Regions from separate parts of the Capra hircus genome. Here region 2 is linked to region 1. A link is a contact called in public Hi-C data. All regions are on one chromosome and are shown on one strand. The core of a region is the stretch at or near the end of the contact, and the rest is flanking DNA. Distances in the headings are between cores, read along the strand shown. Region 1 holds the start of FBXW12 (F-box/WD repeat-containing protein 12). Region 2 holds the start of MSANTD3 (myb/SANT-like DNA-binding domain-containing protein 3).

Region 1 (3,101 bases), core at 439-2,938:
TTGGCTGACACCACTGACACCCTAATCACATCATGACCTTGAACTTGACCTAGACCCACCTGAAATTGAACTTCAGGGTGATATAGCCCTTCATGATTATGATGACTCTGATCCTCAGCCTAATCATCACCTCCATCTTGACCTATCCTCACGTTGAAACTTAAGCCTGATTTTGACTATAAGCCAAACTCTGACCCTCTGTGGTAAGCAGACTAATGTTCCCCTAAAAATGCCCATGTCCTAAGCTATGAATATGCTGTTTTACACACAGAAGGGATTTTGCAAATATAATTAAAGGAATGAGATGTAAAGAGTGTCCTGGATTATGCAGATTGGGCCAGTGTAATTGGGGGAGAGGAGGGAGAGTTGGAGGAGAACTTAATTCCTGCCAGCAGGAGTAGAAATGGAACCCCACCTTGACTTAATTGACCTTGACTTTCATAACGTCATGCTCACCCTGACACTGACATCATCCTCACATTGATCTTGACCCTGAATCCAACACTGATTCTAATTCTGAACATCAACCTCACCCTCAACTTGACCCTGAATCCTACTCAGAACTGGATATGCACTGTCAACCTGAACCCAACTTTTACTTTCATCCCCAAAATACCATCTTTCTTATCCTGACATTCATCCTCTCACTGACCCTCTGCAATGGAGGCACAACTTGATCTTGACTGTCACACTGATCTCAAACTTGAACTGGATCTTGAAACTAACCCTGGATCTAAAATTTCCTTCACACTGATCTTGTCCTTGAACCTGATTCCAATGACATGACCTTGACCTTTTTCTGATTTTAACCCTTAACCTGACATAGAATTTTACCTTGAACCGGACAGTCACCCTATTTCTGATCTTCATCAATCTGTCCCTGATCTTACGCTCATCCTGACTGTGACCCTAACTGCTCTGACACTGAGCTAGATCATGCTCCTCACCCTTACACTAACTCTGATCTTTGATATGGTCATGACCGAGTCCAGAGTGAGGTCCAGGGTCAGGTCCAAGGCAGGGGTCATGACAAAGGAGACACTAGGTGAGGACCAGTGCCAGGGTAAGGGGGAGGCTGGGGGTCTCTGTGAAGGTGATTGTGAAGGTGAGAGTCATGGCTAGGGCAAAATTCGGGGTGAAGGAATGTTAGGGTGTGTCAGGGTCAGGTGAGGGTAAGAATAGGGGTGGGTAGATGTCAGATGCTAATGAGGTCAAGGGCAATGATTAGGGTGAGGCTGAAGAAAAGGGACAAGGTCTGGATACGGGCCAGCACCAGGGCAAGGGCTCAGGAGGTACTTTGTGCAGGGGCACCACAAGTTCCAGTGTAAGGGGTAGTGCAAGGGCGAAGGTTAGAACGAAAATGAATGTCAGTATAAGGGGGTGAGCGAGGTTCTGGGCTACTGTCAGGACAAGAGCAAGTGCCGAGGGGAAGCTCAAAAGCCAGCTGAAGACTAACAGAAGCGGAGCCGGCGTGCTATCACTGGAAGTAGTAACAGCACCGCGGCTGGCCAAGAATTATGCCAGCCGGCCGGAAGCCGGCGGGTTGGGCGGGGCGCGGCCTGCGGAAAGAGGTTCAGCTTGAGGGGTGGGGCTCGGCCTACGGGGGCGGGACTCGGCCTCGGGGGCGGGGCTCGGCCTACGGGGGCGGGGCTCGGCCTACGGGGGCGGGGCTCGGCCTACGGGGGCGGAAGCGCAGCGAAGGCGTGGCAAAGCCCCGGCGTCCTGGGCGGCGGGCGCCATGGAACCGCAGTTGGGGTTGCATGAACTGTTGCATGTCTTTTCCTTCTTGGAGGCTCGCGACCTGCTCTGCGCCGCCCAAGTGGACAAGGTAGTGCGTCCTGTCCCAGGTGGGAGGCAGGGCTGGGTTCATGGTCATGGGTGTGTCCACGGTTGGTCCGTTCCCTCTAGGCCTCAGTTTCCCAAATCTGGGAGGGGGCGTGCGGCGGCCCTGAATCCGCCCGGAGTCAGCAGAGGACGCTCGTGGCCCCCGAGGTGGTGACCTCCTCAGCGTTTGAAGGGGTCGCTCAGAAAGCCTCTTACTCCTCCGTCCCTCCATCTGTCTATAGTGTGTCCAGAGCTCCTGTTGGTTTGACATGCTCTGGGTACCTGTGAACAGAGTTCACCCCAAGATTGACTTAGAAATCCCTCCTCTTCTGGAATGTTCTGAAAGTTCCCTTCTGGGGCCTGCCCGGAAATCCTTGCTCTCCCAGTGAGTGGCACCTCCTGCAGGCTCGGGCTACCCCTTCTCAGCCAGTCGAACTCTCATACTGGCTGTGAAGCCTAAGTGCCTGTTGAATGTGGTAGTCTGGTCTGCGCTTCTGCACATGTTACAGGTATTGTGAGCGCTTTCTCTTCTGTGTGCTCCCTCAGCATAGCTGTAACCAAATGATCGTACAGTGTTGTGTATTTGTTAAATATCTGCTCCTCACCCCCCACCCCCACTAGACTCATTTCTAAGAGTGGGGAATTTATTTCTTGCATCACTGTGTATAAAATCACTGTATAATCATCGTGTGTATACACTCAATGTGAGGTGAGGTGAGGTGAAGTCGCTCAGTCGTGTCCGACTCTTTGCGACCCCGTGGACTGTAACCTACTAGGCTTCTCCGTTCATGGGATTCTCCAGGCAAGAATACTGGAGTGGATTGCCATTTTCTTCTCCAGGGGATCTTCCGGCCCAGGGATTGAATCCGGGTCTCCCGCATTGGAGGCAGACGCTTTAACCTCTGAGCCACCAGGGAAGACTACACTCAGTATATGGCTTGATAGTTAATTGTTCAGTCACGCGAAGTCCTGTCCCACTCTTTGCGACCCGTGGACTACAACATGCCAGGCCTCTCTGTTGCTTACCATCTCCCAGAGTTTGCCTAAATTCATGTCCATTGAATCGGTGATGCCATTCAACCATCTCAACCCCCTTGATATTTAGGGTCCTCAGTAAATGTTTGTTGAGTGAAAGAATTTCTTCACTTTTAAAAATACATTATCGTATCGCTTTACAAAAGGTAAACAGACCTTTACCTGCTTTGTGTAATTATAGTTTAAATGTGTAGAGTAAAATCCTGGGTTGTTATCCCCAGTTGTACCCGTAAGGTATTACG
Region 2 (3,101 bases), core at 414-2,913, 150 kb after region 1:
CACACAGTTTGTTTCCAGATAGCATCTCCCTAGGGGTGGTGTTAGTTTCTAAGTTCTCTGGACAATTTCAGATCTACTTGGACACCTGACAGATTATTGTTAAAATAATGAACAGGGAGTATACCTCTACAGTATAGAAAGGGTCTTTATTTTTATTAGTGCTTCTGACCCCTAGAAGTGTTTGGGTATTTCTTTGCAGTCAAAAGACCTGGCTCAGCCTCTCACTTTCTAAGCAGGGTGACTCTGTGGGTCATGGGAACTAGGGGGATGGGGATAGCCTCACATACATCCAAGGAATTAAAAAAAAAAAAGCAAGTGTTGGTGAGGTAATGGTGAATTTGGAACCCTCATACATTGCATATATTGCTGGTGGGAAGGTAAAATCATTCATTTAGCCACTATGGGAAATTTTTTTGGCAGTTCCTCATAGAGTTAAACAGAATTACCATATGACCTAGCAATCCTACTTCAAAGAACTGAAAACATAGACAAATACATTTATATAGGCACATTCAGAGCAGCAGTATTCACAGAGGGTGGAAATAACACAAACATCCCTCAACAGATACACATATAAACACATTGCGGTATACATACAATGGAATATTATTTAGCCGTAAAAAGAAATGAAGTAGGACATACGCTACAAGGAGGGTGAACCTTGAAATCATCGTGCAGAGTGAAAGAAGCCAGGCACAGAAGACTACCTGTTATATGATTCCATTGATACGGAATGTCCAGAATAGCCAAATTCAGAGAGAAAAAATAAATTAGTGGTTACTCCGAGTTGAGGATACCAAGGGATAGGGAGTGACTGCTTAATGTGTGGGGAGGGGGTTCCCTTTTGGGGCGATGAATCTGTTTCAGAACTAGATAGAGATGGTGTGGTTGCTTTACACTGCATTGTCATAAATGCCACCGGATTGTTGCCTTTAAAGTTATTTTTATGTGTATTTCACTCTAATAAGAACAACAAGAGAAAGTTCAATCCTCTCCACCCTTCCGAGCTTGGAATTTTCCCAGCGGATACAAAGCAAAAGAAACAGCTAGCCCCCATCCTTGCGGGGGCAGGATAAAAGGTGCCTTGTCCTACAGTTGCATTTCTTCGAGCAAAATTTCCCACTTACTCAGCACACAGCGTCTGAACCAGGTTTGGGCTGCAGAGGGAACCATCTCTGCCCCGGGAGCGCACAGCCTAGGGGGAGACACATCCCGCAAATTAAAAAATAAAGCAAAACTCCGTGATGAACCCGGTAAAGGAGGGTTGGCTACTTAAGTAGCACGGTGTTCCGAAAGAAAAGGGGGTCTTTGTCAGACAGGGGTCATGGACTGAGCCGACTCCTGTCCATGGCCGCCAAGTCCCTGGCGACAAATGCATTCTTTTGTTGTTCCTGGAAATGAAACAGTTTTTGAGGCCCTTCAGGAGCTCGTCCCCCAAGGTGGGAAGACGGAACTCAAATCAGCACAAGGATGTCGGGCAGGAGGGAGAGGGGTGGATAGGCGGGAGACCCCCTGCGCCCCGCCCCAAACCTCGGGGGAGGTCGGCGACCGCGTCTCGGGGAGGTGGGGACTGCGCGGGGCCGCGCTCCCGCCCTCCTCGGCGCCTGCGGACCCGCAGGCGGCGGGCGGCCCGCGAGGGGGCGGCGGCTCCCGGGCTTTGTGGCCGCTGCGCGCGCGGCGGGGCCTGGCCGGCCGGGGGCGCGCCGCCGCCGCCCGGCGCTCCGGAGCCCGCGGCCCTCCCGGCCGCCCAGCCTGCGAGAGGAGTCGAGGCCGCCCGCGCTCGCATCTCGCCGGCCCCTCCCCCGATCGCCGCGGCCGCTGCGCCGCCGCTGCAGGTAGGAGGCTCCCCGGGCGGGCGGGTCGCAGCGGGGCGGGGGCGCGGGCCAGGCGTGCGGGGGCTGCGGGGCCGGTAGGGCGCGCTTCCGGCCCAGGCGCCACGACCCCTGCCCCGCAGGCCCGACGGCCACCTCCGCGCGCTGCGATGGGACTCGGTGAGTGGGGCCGGCCTGCGGCGTACAAAGCCCCAGGGCGCGGACCTCGGCGAGATTCAGCGACGTACCCGGGGTCTGGGGACTCTGGACTCCGAGGGCAGAGGAGCGGCTTGCGGGGGTGGGGGAGAAACCTGATGACCCTCAGTGCCGGCGTCTCCCCATCTCAGTGTCCTCACAGTATGCCAGGCACTGTGCTCGCGCTTTTGCATACTTGTCTTCTTTAAGACCCCTTGTGTCCCTTACAGAGGTGTGAGGGGACGGGGTCCCTCATTCTGGGGCCGAGCGCGGAGCATCACAGCGGTGCCCGCCTGACCTTGGGAAAGCGCCTTTACTCCGAGCCCTGGCTGCAGCTCCTGTAAATGAGAGTGGGTGGGGGAGAGGGATGGTGGCTGAGAGTGCGTGGTGTAATGCCTACCCGCAGGTGCTATTGTGAGAGATGAGGTACGCAAATGATCATACATATTGAGCACTTTCTACATACCAGGCCTGGGTACCAAACAGTTGGCATGAGTTATCTAATTAAATCATCATGCTGGCGCTGTGATGTAGCTACTGTAAATGGCACTAGTAATCTTTATTTAGGAGTAGGAAATAGAAAAGAATTTAGCCTCCCTATTCTGATTAAGGAAATTGGGTGTTTCTTAGGCATGGTCACATTTAAGGTTACAGATGTCCCTGCAATGTCAAGGAGAGCAGTTGTGGGATATATTTATTACACATTTAAAACGGGGAGGTAGGATAATATCAGGGCCAGGGGTGTGCATTTCAGCATCATATAAGTCAGTTGTGTTACCAAGGAAATTGTCAAGTATTAATTCAAAAACATAGTTCCAGAGTTAGGACTGAGGACTGCTCTGGGAGTTTGGGACCAGAGAGACAAGGGGTGGACTAGGAGGAAATGGAGGATTCTGAAGCCCTGAGTGGAGAGAGGGACCTGTGACCACAACCTGAGCAGTTTTCTGGACCAAGATTTCATCCTGCCCTTAGAGACCAGGCATCCTATCTGGAAGGAGGGAAGGGGGACGGGTGGGGGAAGGATCCAGGGGGCAAGATCAATGGATTGTCTCTTCTTACTCCTAGGCCACCCCAGAAGTATTCAGCTGGGTTGAG

The links. A called contact is a pair of places that touch in the nucleus more often than the background predicts.
Region 2: a Hi-C map of blood shows a contact between it and region 1, with 2.4 times the contacts expected there. The contact joins the promoter of MSANTD3 here to the promoter of FBXW12 in region 1. A contact is called at or near these places in 2 of 5 Hi-C or Micro-C datasets (both in blood).

The regions. Positions count from the first base shown.
Region 1 is chr8:89,818,080-89,821,180 of ARS1.2, forward strand. It overlaps FBXW12 (F-box/WD repeat-containing protein 12), which reads left to right and starts at 1,689. Exons shown (of 10, transcript XM_005684240.3): 1 at 1,689-1,828. The coding sequence starts at 1,739.
Region 2 is chr8:89,969,993-89,973,093 of ARS1.2, forward strand. It overlaps MSANTD3 (myb/SANT-like DNA-binding domain-containing protein 3), which reads left to right and starts at 1,664. Exons shown (of 3, transcript XM_018052532.1): 1 at 1,664-1,835.